Linked DNA regions of Pan troglodytes: region 1 is linked to region 2. Evidence: chromatin contacts called from public Hi-C data. All regions are on one chromosome and are shown on one strand. The core of a region is the stretch at or near the end of the contact, and the rest is flanking DNA. Distances in the headings are between cores, read along the strand shown. Region 1 overlaps TBC1D16 (TBC1 domain family member 16). Region 2 has its middle 5.1 kb from the start of CBX4.

Evidence for each region. A called contact is a pair of places that touch in the nucleus more often than the background predicts.
Region 1: a Hi-C map of stem cell-derived neural progenitor cells shows a contact between it and region 2, with 6 times the contacts expected there. The contact joins two enhancer-like sites. A contact is called at or near these places in 2 of 7 Hi-C or Micro-C datasets (induced pluripotent stem cells and stem cell-derived neural progenitor cells) and 1 of 1 datasets of contacts at active chromatin or transcription factors (stem cell-derived excitatory neurons).

The regions. Positions count from the first base shown.
Region 1 is chr19:93,011,817-93,017,489 of NHGRI_mPanTro3-v2.0_pri, reverse strand. The region is part of intron 3 of TBC1D16 (TBC1 domain family member 16); the gene reads left to right. Among named protein-coding and RNA genes, the nearest start is that of TBC1D16, 44 kb to the left of the region's middle. Within about 2 kb of position 2,984, at least 10 of the 24 cell types and tissues checked have an H3K27ac peak or open chromatin away from gene starts, as enhancers often do. A contact at or near this core is called in stem cell-derived neural progenitor cells, where this site is marked.
Region 2 is chr19:92,862,050-92,867,550 of NHGRI_mPanTro3-v2.0_pri, reverse strand. No RefSeq gene overlaps it. Among named protein-coding and RNA genes, the nearest start is that of CBX4, 5.1 kb to the right of the region's middle. Within about 2 kb of position 3,085, at least 10 of the 24 cell types and tissues checked have an H3K27ac peak or open chromatin away from gene starts, as enhancers often do. A contact at or near this core is called in stem cell-derived neural progenitor cells, where this site is marked.

The sequences.
Region 1 (5,673 bases), core at 1,735-4,234, 150 kb before region 2:
TTGGCCAGCACGAGTCTACACAGATTGGCGACCTGCTTTTTTGAAAAAACATTCTCGGCCCAGCGCGATGGCTCACGCCTGTAATCCCAGCACTTTGGGATGCCGAGGCCGGTGGATCACCTGAGGTCAGGAGTTCAAGACAAGCCTGGCCAACATGGTGAAACCCTGTCTCTATTAAAAATACAAAAATTAGCTGGGCGTGGTGGCAGACGCCTGTAATCCCAGCTACTTGGGAGGCTGAGACAGGAGAATCGCTTGAACCCAGGAGGCAGAGGTTGCAGTGAGCCGTGATCGCGCCATTGCACTCCAGCCTGGGGGACAAGAGTGAGACTTCGTCTCAATAAAAAAATAAACAAAACAAAACAAAAGAAAATATTCTCTGGCCAGCCCTTCTTCATGGACTCCCTCTTCCTTTGTCCTTGATGGTTGGGCAGCCTCTAGGACGAGGGGTTTCATTGCCTCTTGTCGGGGGTTCGCAGCCCTGGCACCCCCCTGGCCCTGAGCTGGGATTCTAGAAGTCAGCAGCCAGGTATGTCCCCCAAGGGAGCTGGATTCTAAAGAGATGTGGGCGGAGCCAGTGCATCTGGTGGGCTGTCTTAAACCATGCTGTTGTTGACTGTCTTCCGAAGGACTGACAGCTCTTTAAAAAGCTGACCTTTCTAGTAAAACTGTCAGGACAGGGAGGAAATAAGTGCCTCAAACCTCCTGAACCAAAAAGAAGGAAGTTCAGGCTCCTGGAGAGGCAGTGCTCCCCAGGGATGGGCGCTCCCTGCATCAGGAGGGCTGTCCAAGGTCAGGGAAATGAAACTTGTCAGCCTTTTCCACCGCAGCTCACAAACCATGACAGCTGCTCCGGGAGGCCTTGACGCAACCCCGGCCGGTGGTTGCACGGGGGCTGGGGGCTCCTGGTGCTCTCGAGGGCCTGAGCTGCTCTGAATACACAGAGCTGCCCCTGGGAGGCTCCCGAGCCCCAGCTCTTGCATCAACAGCCCTGGCAGGGGCCCCACAGGCCACGTGAGCTTCTGAGAGCTCTGAGCATGAGGTCACGGGCGCCCAGAGGCAGTGATGTGGCAGCGCCTGTCTCCCGGTGAGTCGGGGAGCTCACACCGTACCTCTGGGGACCCACGCCTGGCTGTTGCAATGTAACCCAACACCTGATGAAATCTTCCCTAAAAGTTGCAGGTAGTGGGGGCAAAGGACCTTTTGTCTTGCGGTCGAAAGACTCCCGTAGCTGGTTCTGTTTGGCTTCATATCCTTCCTAGCAGAGTAAACAGAAAGGGCATTTTCACGTGGCTCTTCCTTCCAGTCTAAACAATGTTCCCTAAACACCTGCAAGGCAGAGGACACAGGGCTCCTGGTGCCCGTCCACCTAAGTGCCTCCTGGCCTCAGGGAATCTGCTTTGGGGACCTGAAAGTAAGGTTCCCTCACCATCAAGAACAGACAGACACTCAGCCACACTTCTGGAAACCTCCGCCCTTTGAAAGGGACTGGCTGGTGGAAGCAGGTGGCCTGGGGCATATCCCTGACCTTATTACCCCCAGGTGGTGACAGAGATGATCTTTAAGTGTGGGAGCCTGGAGCCAAGTCCTTGGCCACATCCCAGCTCTGCCTGGCTGTGTGCTGGTGGGTTATTACCCTCATTGCCTCAGTTTCCCCTCTGCACAATGGGGCTGGCGCTAGTGCTCCCCACCCCATAGACTGTCATGAGAAGTAGCATCTGGACAGGCCCTGAGAGCAGTGCCCATCTCTGTGCCATCCGCTGGGACTGGTGTTGGCCTGGTACTGTACCGTCTCACCCTCGTGTCCCCAGGAGGGGAGTGGGGTCGAGACCAGCCCCAGGGGTTACATGGACAATGGGGTTACATGGACAAATGCCTCCTGTTACATTTTGTTCACTGGTTCCCAAAATGAGGTGCAGGCTCTGCAGAGAAAGCAGGCTTTCCCCGAGGGGCTCTGGAGCAGAAAGAGCTGTCTCAAGGTAGGTGCTGGGGCTGGGGTGATGTGAGAGCAAAGAGTTGGAAGTGGGAATGTTCTGGAAGGAGGGAGAGGGCTAGTGGCTGATATGTGGTCACCGGAGGAGGAGCCCTGCGATATATATCAGACAGGGACAGGGAGAGGAGAGGCGACCTGGGACCCCGAAAACCGGGTGGGTGGTCGCTATGGCCTCTCCTGGGAGCCTCGGACTGGCGGTTAGGGCAGACTCCAGTAGATTGTAAAGGCATCAGGATCTGTCTTGCTTCTGTAAATATTTAAACACTGGGAGGATTATTTTTGGTAGCTACGGTCTCTCTCCGAGCCTGGCGGGCTGCCGGGACGGGTGTCAAGTGACATCGGGTGCAAGGATACCCCACCCCCTGGCCCCACCGGCCCCAGGCTCCGTGTGTTCACCTTTCCAACGGCCACAGTTTGATGTGGGTCACGGTTTCCCCTTCTAGGAGACGCAGAGAGATGGTCTCGGGCGTGCGCCTTCAGCGCGACCAGCAGGGATTCCTCGTCCACACAGTTTCCTGACAGCGGTTGAAAGGGACGGGTCTACACAGGCCAAGAACAGCAGCGGAGTGTGGGGTCAGGAGCCCAGCGGGGGGCACCCCCGGGAGGGGCCGCCTCCGCCAGACCCACCCCGGGTGAAAGGACGCATTGTGTGCCCGCAGCATGAGGGGAGCCTGCAGAGAGGCGTCTTTGTAGGGTCCACGAGGGGGAAAGCGCTTCCCGGCAGGCGGAGCACACAAGCCAGCCGGTGGCCACGGCCGGGGACAGGCTTGTACGCAGGACATTGAGGTCTGGCGAGGATGGGGGGGCCACCAGGCCCCCGGCCCTTTGCAGAGTGTTGCTCGTTTTCTCCCACCCCAGAATGGGGCTTGGCCAACACGGCCCCCCCAACCATCCCCCCACCCCCGCCAGCTGCCCGGAGCCTCTGTGAAGATGGCGGCACCGCCCCTTGCAAACTCCATCTGCGTGGAGGTGGCACTCCTGCTCCAGGAGGGATCCCGGTGCCCAGCAGATGGCAGGCTTCCCCTAGATCAGCCCAGGGCTGGCCGCTGCCTGCGGTGCACACCCCGCCCTCCCCCTCCCCTCCCCGCCCCGCCCCACCCCCACCTGCCTGTGGCTGGAGGGCAGCACTGCAGGCGCGCCTCCCCACCTGACCTCCCTCTTGCCTCCCTGCCTCCTTCCAAGCAGATTTTGGTGAATCCTAAATCAGGTGGATATTAACTAGCAAGTGCCTGCAAGCAGTTCTGAGGGCCGGGCTGGGGTGCACACTCACTTGGGCCAGGTCCCCCTGGTCAGGGTCAGCCAGACGCCACTCCTGCATCCTGTCCACTTTTAGCAGCCTTCTGCCTTCCCTGCTGACTTTCCGCCTCTTCTCTGGATGTCTGGTGGGTGGAGAGGTGGAGAGCCTCCAGCACAACCTCACCCCACCCCACGTCGCGTCAGCCTCAGCCTCCCCTGAGACTACACGGAACCCAGACACGTTTGACCTCTGGCCCCAAAGCAGAGATGCCTGGCTGATGGGATGGGTGGGAGGCCTGACACAGCCAGATGCAGCCTGCCTTGTGTCATTCCTGCTCTCCCGGTGTGGACGCAGGGATCCCCCCCGGGACAGCCCAGCTGGGTCTCCAGGGCGGCCTTGTCTGGAATTTACTTTGTGAACCTCTTGCTTGTCAAAGTTATTTCATAGATGATTCATGGTTATATAGAAGTGTCAGAAATAAAGAGAAGGAGCTCAGATACATGTCCACCCCTGCCCATAGCAGCACCGTCCACAGTAGCCCATGGTGGAAGCGTCCAAGTTCCCCCGACGGGTGACTAGAGAAACGCGGTGTGTTCACACACACGTTCCACACACACCCAGTGGAACGTTCAGCCTTGGGAAGGCAATTCTGACACGCGCCGCAACACGGATGAGTTGAGGACGTTACGCCGAGTGAAATGAGCCAGACACAAGGGGCCAAATCTGTGTGATTCCACTTGTGTGCGGCCCCTGGAGTTGTCAGGCTCAGAGAGGGAAAGATTGGGGTGCCAGGGGCTGAGGGAGGGGACGTTGGGGAGCTGGCGTTTCATGGAGACAGAGCTTCAGTTTGGGAAGAAGGAGAGTTCTGGAGATGGGTGGTGTGATGGTTGCACAAAAATAGGAATGGTATGATGCCACTGAGCTCGACGTTGAAAACGGTTAAGGTGGTGAATTTTATGTTATGGACATTTTACCACAATAAACAGAGAGAAGGAAAAATCAGTTAAGATCTTTTAAGGTGACTGGGACTGTGAGACTGGTGCACGTTTTCCCAGCCTTTTCAGAACTGACTTCTTGGATTAGGTCTGTAAGCCTGTGTAGGTTGTCCCCACCCCAACAACTGGTCGTGAACTTCAAGCATTGGGAAATCATGTGGGAGGTGGCTGCCCAGGCTCACCTCTGCCCGGGCTGTAACAGGAGGCTCTCATGGGGCAGGTGCTGCGCTGTGGCCAGAGTGCTGGCCGGGGGCGTGGGCTCCCACCACCTGGAACCGGGCCCTCGCTGGCTGGGCGCCCGAGACCCGTCACTGCACACGCCTTGTGAGAGCTACGGCTGCTGTCCACACGGCTTGTTCAGGCTGAGTTGAAGCCTCCGTCCGAGCAGCTGAAAGTCAAATCTAGTCGTTAGACTCTGAAAGCTGGTTCATGTCAGAGACCTGACATGGAGTGTGGGAAAACCTTGACGGAAGCTTCCAGAGCCTGGCAAGATTAGATCAGGAAGTAACACTTTGCCTAGTGAGCTTAGAAAAATAGACTCTCCCTGTTGTCTTCTGGGAACTGGGAAATCTGAGCACAGGTTTCTGGGCATGGATGCTGCACACAGGCCTGCCCCTGGGGGTGGGCAGCAACACCCCAGCCACCCCAGGAGGGTGGGGACCCCTTGGCTGACTTTTGGGAATCCAGAGGGGGTCATTACAGAAGGGCTGGCGCTAGAGTGGCCATGAGGGTACAGTGGGTCCCTCTCCCCACCCCTTGACCCCAGTCATCTTTTCAATACCGTTCTCTGGTGGGACTTGCGAGGGCCGATGCTGAGGCTGCTCTGCTTGTGCAGAGAGGACATTCGTGTATTTGAGGATGTTCGTGTATTTGAACAAAGATTGTAGTGTCTTGGCCTCTCGGCCTTTGGCATTGCCAGGTATCTGGGCAGAACCAGCTAGAGCTGCTGGAGAATACATGAGCAGTATCTAGAACAATTCCGAACTCCACAAGGCCGGTTTGCCATGCCAGACTGTTGGGAAGAGGCAACTACAACTCGTATTTATGACTCTGTCCATGGCAGGCAAAGCAAACCGTAGCTTTTCATCCTGGAAATACCCCAGCACAGTGTTTTTGTGGGAGCCTGTTACTCAAAGCAGGCACAGAGTGGAAAAGGGCCCGATCAAGGCCACAGTGTGGGAGCTGTCAGAGCAGGGCAGGCCCGAAGCCCAGGGCTGTGCTGAACCAACCACCAGTGAGAGGGGCTTTGATGCGTCCAGTGATAAAACCCGTCGGGCAGGTCCTGGGAGGGATTCTGGCTTTGGGGACTTTGCTGTGCTTAAGTCATGGGCAAAAGTTCCTGCGCTGGCCAATTTTGTTTTCATCGAATGTGGGGATCCCTGTTCAGGGGGCACACGGTGCTGCATTTGAGGGTCTTGAGTGGTCCTCCACATTTGGGGTGTCCTTTG
Region 2 (5,501 bases), core at 1,836-4,335:
GGCCAAGGTGGGCAGATCACTTGAGGTCAGGAGTTCGAGACCAGGCTGGCCAACATGGCAAAATCCTGTCTTTACTAAAAATACAAAAATCAGCTGGGCAGGGTGGCGCATGCCTGTAGTCCCAGCTACTTGGGGGCCTGAGGCAGGAGAATTGCTTGAACCCAAGAGGGGGAGGTTGCAGAGAGGAGAGATCATGTCACTGCACTCTAGCCTAGGCGACAGAGCGAGACTCCATCTCAAAAATAAATAAATAAAAATTAAAAAAAAATAGTCTGTTTTTTTGAGACAGGGTTTGGTCCTGTCACCAGGCTGGACATGCAGTGGCATGATTTCGGCTCCCTGCAACCTCCACCTCTTGGGCTCAAGAGATCCTTCCACCTCAGCCTCCCAAGCAGCTGGGACTACAGGTGTGCACCACCATGCCCAGCTAATTTTCATATTTTGTTTAGAGATGGGGGTTTCCTCATGTTGCCCAGGCTGGCCTTGAACTCAAGGATGAGTTCAACTCATGGATGAGCTCAAGCAATCAACCGGCTTCGGTGTCCCAAAGTGCTGGGATTAAAGGCATGAGCCACTGCGCCCAGCCAGTTTCTTCTGATTTTAAAATAAATTATATATACACACAATGGAATATTTTTCAGCCTTTAAAAGAATGGAAATTCCCCGGAGATATTGGCTTAAAGAAAAAGGATGGGTGGGCCGGGCATGGTGGCTCACGCGTGTAATCCCAGCACTTTGGGAGGCTGAGGCGGGCGGATCACCTGAGGTTGGGAGTTCGAGATCAGCCTGACCAACATGGAGAAACCCCATCTCTACTAAAAATTCAAAATTAGCTGGGCGTAGTGGCGCATGCCTGTAATCCCAGCTACCCAGGAGGCTGAGGCAGGAGAATCGTTTGAACCCGGGAGGCAGAAGTTTCAGTGAGCTGAGATCGCACCATTGCACTCCAGCCTGGGCAACGAGCAAAACTCCACCTCAAAAAACAAAAAAAGAAAAAAGAGAAAGGATGGAACTTCTGACTCCTGCTACGGCATGGATGAACCTTGATGACATTGTGCTGAGTGAAATAAGCCAGTCACAATGGACAAATTCTGTGTGAGTTCACTCATATGAGGTCCCCAGAGTAGTCAAATTCATAGAGACAGAAGGTAGAATGGAGGCTGCCAGGGTCTAAGAGAGGGAGCTGGTGTTTAATGAAGACAGAGTTTCAGTTTGGGAAGATGAAAAAGTTCTAGCAGTTGTGATGGTCCCGCTACAACATGAATGTGCATATGCCACTGAATTGAGCCTGAAAATTGGTTAAAATGGTTCGTTTCATGTTATATGTATTTTACCACAATTTTTTAAATAAACAATTCTTTTTTACTAGAACATTTTCATGGGCCCTGCACAGAGCCTCCTGGGCCTGATGGAGAGGGGCCCCACCCAGAAGAGCACAGGGCTGGCCCCACCCCTGCACCACACATGCCCTTTATCAACTGAACACTCCCACAGCCACACCGACAGGATTCCTTCCAGTCTGTGTCTGTCTGAGCCCAGAAAAAGAGGAAATACTGAGCTCTAGCTGGAGCTTCATCCAGCGATGATAAATAATCTCGTGCTCCAATTCAGCTCCCATCCTCTCAAGGGCATGGTCGTCACCGGAGGTCTAGGTATTGGGGCCCCTTCCCCCGACGTGGGGTATCTCTTAGGGCTTTAGTGTCCTCAATTAGCAACCCAGGGGAAGCACAGAAGTGTCTGGGCTCTGTTAGGAGGCGGCTTTTATCAGCCAGGCGAACATTTTTTTCAGTGAACCTCAGTTTAGGGGAAGCAGTTCCTGGCGGGGCTTTGGTTCCAGGCTCTCCCCCTCCAGGGACACTCATTCCTAAGGGGAGCAGGCTGGGCTGCCTGGGCACATTTGCCCTGTAATATCAGTTTGCTTCTTATTGGTCCTTTGATAGCAGAACAAGAGGCTCTGTGATCCTCTGGACCTCAGATTTCCTTTTAAACTCTCAAATAAAAAGATATGTGTGTGCTGCTCGTGTGGACTTCCCGCTGGGAGTGGAAGGGCCCCGAGCACGAGGCCCGCGTCGGGGACAATAGCCCGCACCCCTGGGGCCTGTTCCGTGCTCAGGGCGCAGGGGCTCCCAAGGTTCAAAGTCCCCTGGAGCGGGTTGTTTCTGGCTACGAAAGCAGCAGCCCGGCCGCCGTGGGGAGGGGGAGGGGACGGGGTGTGCAGGAGGCGGGGGTGCGGGGCTTTTCAGTCCATCTCTCATTGCAGCGAGACCCCCGCTTTGCCCGCGTCCGGACCTCCTTACCCCCTGCGGGAGAGGCGCGGAGGGGCTGCCGGGCCGGCCAGGGGGAGCCCGCCCCCTAGGGGAGGGCGTGGCGAGTGCACGCTCCTCTGCGCCCCTGCCCGGGCCCTGACTGGGCACCCGGGACTGGCAGGCGAGGAGCCAAGGGGGATCCCTGGGGTTGGGGGACCGGGGGAGCTGGGGGAGGTCCTCAGGGGCCATCCCCAGGGACCACTTCAGTAAACGGCCTTCTGGAAGAAGCTGGGGAAGGGGACTTTTAGGGCACACCTGGGTTATCTTCCCGTAGGTGGGGTCGAGGGGACACCCGAACATTTCTACCAGGATTCAGGAGGGCGGGGCGACCAGATAGACTGGGGTGACCGCGTCCCACGACCTCGTCATCGGGGATGGGGGTGGGGTTGGGGGCTGGACAGGTAGGGATGAAGTTGCACTGCGACCGGACTCGGCTCCGGAAGTGTCCAAAGCCTGGGCCCCATGCAGACAATATGGAATTTTGGGGATGCCCGAGGTGTTACCACCCGCCCCGCAGTGCAGGCCAAGCTGCGGTCCGGCTGGGCCCTGCCGGCCGCCATCCCACGGCCACAGGATCCCTGAGCCCCTCTCCGTTCGCCCCTCAGTCCTGCAGAGGCATCGGGACCCCCCAGGTGTCCGGCGGGGTTCACCGCGCTCCCGCCTTTGGGGATCGATCGGCTGGCGGGCGACGCGCGGCCGCGGCTCCGGAGCCTCCGCCCCCTCCCCCTCTCGGGCTACGCAGGACGCGGCCTCCAAGCAGCGTCCTCGCGGTTCCGGGCCGCGGCCAGGCCAGGCTGCAGGCCAGCCGGGGAGGCGGAGACGCGCCGGGCCCTTCCGATCGGGCCGCCCCTCGGCTCCGGGGTTGGGGAGAGGGAACTAGAGCGAGCCCAGCTTCTCCGCCAGCGGCGCTCGGCGCCCCCTTTTCTCGCCCCCCTCCCAAGCCAAATACCCCCACCTCGCGCGCGCGCTTAACCCTCGGCGCGCCGCGAGGCTGGGAGCTGGGAGAGGAGTAGCCGAGGGGGAGGGGCGCAGGGGAGCGAGTTGGAGGGGGGCAGTTGCGCTTCGGCTGACGACCACTTCGGGGTCCGCCTAGCGATTTTTATTTCATTCCCTGCCTTGCTGCAGCAGCTCTTGGTTGGAAAAAGGAAGAAAGAAATCTGCCCTGTGTGTGGGCCCCGCTGGGTTTGGGGGCGCGACGGGGACACCCGAGAGGAAAACGCAGGGGCTGGCGTGAAGGGGTGAACCTCAGGGGCACGGGAGAGCCGCGGGGCGACCTTGAGCAAACGAAACCCAAATAAAAACACAGTGCGCCGAGGCCGTTGTGAGCGCGGCGGCGGCGGCGGCGGGCGGTGGAAGCGGTTCCAAAGATCATATTTGAAATATGGATCCCGGGGGCGCAGATCTCCGGGCCGGCGGGGCCTCGCGACTGAGTGGGGGCCGGGGGCCGGGTGGGCTTCTCCGGGCGGGCCTGAGGTGGCTGCCCTGACGTTGGGAGGGACGGACGTCGTAGAAAACAGCGCGTCCCGCTTCGGCGCCTGCGACCCCAGCGTGCCGCAATGCGGAGGCGCGGCCCTGCGGGCGGCGGTGTGGCCCCGAGGGGTGCTTGGGCCCTGCCAAAGGACCCTGGCGTCGCGGTGCTCGGGGCCCGCGTCCCCGTCCGCGCACCCTGTCGGGCCAGTCCGCAGGAACCCCCGGCTGCAGTGCCGCGCGGCCCGCTAGGGTGGGACTCGGGGACGTCGGAGGCTTCGCCGACCAAATGAAAGCCGAGCTTTCACGGGCGGTGGGACAAAGAGCAGAAACATTGAAGTGGGGACCCGGAGGTTGGGGGGGCACCCTTAGAAACAAAGCCACTCCTCCAGAAGGGTGGAGGGGCGGAGTGCAGGGCTGCCTCACAGCCTCCCCCTGCACGCACAACCCCACCAGTTCCGCTGCCCCTAAGCTGCCGCTACAAGTACGATATGATCAACGCCAGCGCGAAGTTTTTCTAAGGACAAGGGAGAGAAATGAGCGCTTGTTAAAGCCCGGGTAGATTCTGTAGTGGTTGCTGGTAAATCCCCTCTCGGTGATCTGCAATCCACCTCCGAGGGCCGGGAAAACGATACCAACTTGAGAGCTTTCTGAGTCGGGGGAGCGACCCGGGAAGCCACAGGCGGCCCGCTCAAGGCAGAGCCCAAATCTGGGTTCCGTGGGCTGGCGGTGGCAATCTCCTGGCCCAGAGCACCCGCTCAGCGAGAAGATTCCCTTAAGAAGTCGTTTATTTCCCCGGGATGGTGCGGGTCATGCCTCTTCCCAGACCGAACACTTAGTAGCCACCCTCCAGCCCACGGCTGTTAAAAGGTTCCCGACCTCTCCAGGGTCCACTCCTTCAGCCTGGTCCCCACCAGGAGCGAGACTGTGGCTGAGCTAGATAGCAGCTCTCCTCTCCTGGGGCCCCTGAGGGCCCCGGGGGCCCAAACCGAGGTGGCGTCTGGAAGGCTTCAGTCTGGCAGCAGAACCAGGGGCTCGACCAGCCCCTGTCTGGGAGGGGGCAGTATCAAATAAGCAGGCCAGCGGCCCTTCTCGGGGGCCTGTGGGGCGCTGGTTATCCGAAGTCGGGGGCAGGAGCCCCAGCAGAAGGCTCTGGGAATCCCAGGTGTAGGGCTAGTTTCTCCTGCGGCTCCCTGGGAGGGGCCAAGACAGCCGGGTGGGATGGTATGGGGCACCCCCCGGGAGGTTTCCCAGGAAGGGCTCTCTGGGGCATCAGGGGAGCTTCCAGGGCGTCCGCTGTACCTTCCCAGGATTCTGTCCCACCTCCTGGCGCCCATTCGCCCTCCCGCGGACCTGAGCTCCTCCCCACACCGGCTGGCAGGGGTGCTCTAGGGACCAGCCACCGAGGTTAGGTAGGGGCCTCTCTCCCCATCTGCCCACCATCCACAAAGACAAAATAAATAACCACGGAAGGGAAGTCAATTGCTGGTGCTTGTGCATTTCACTTTCAAAGTCGTTGGCAAAAAGGCCAGGAGCGGGAGTGGCCGGGGGCTCCTTGGGCTTCTGAAGTGCTTGGGCGGCCCCTCAGGTAGTCTTGGGGAGCCTGAAGACGCTTCCTGCCGCCGCACAGGCAGCAACAGAAAAGATCCGCTGCACCGACCCCCGCCCCTTCCTCCCCAGCTCCGCGGCTGGCCCAGCCCGGGTCCTGCGCAAACTCGTCGTCGGGGC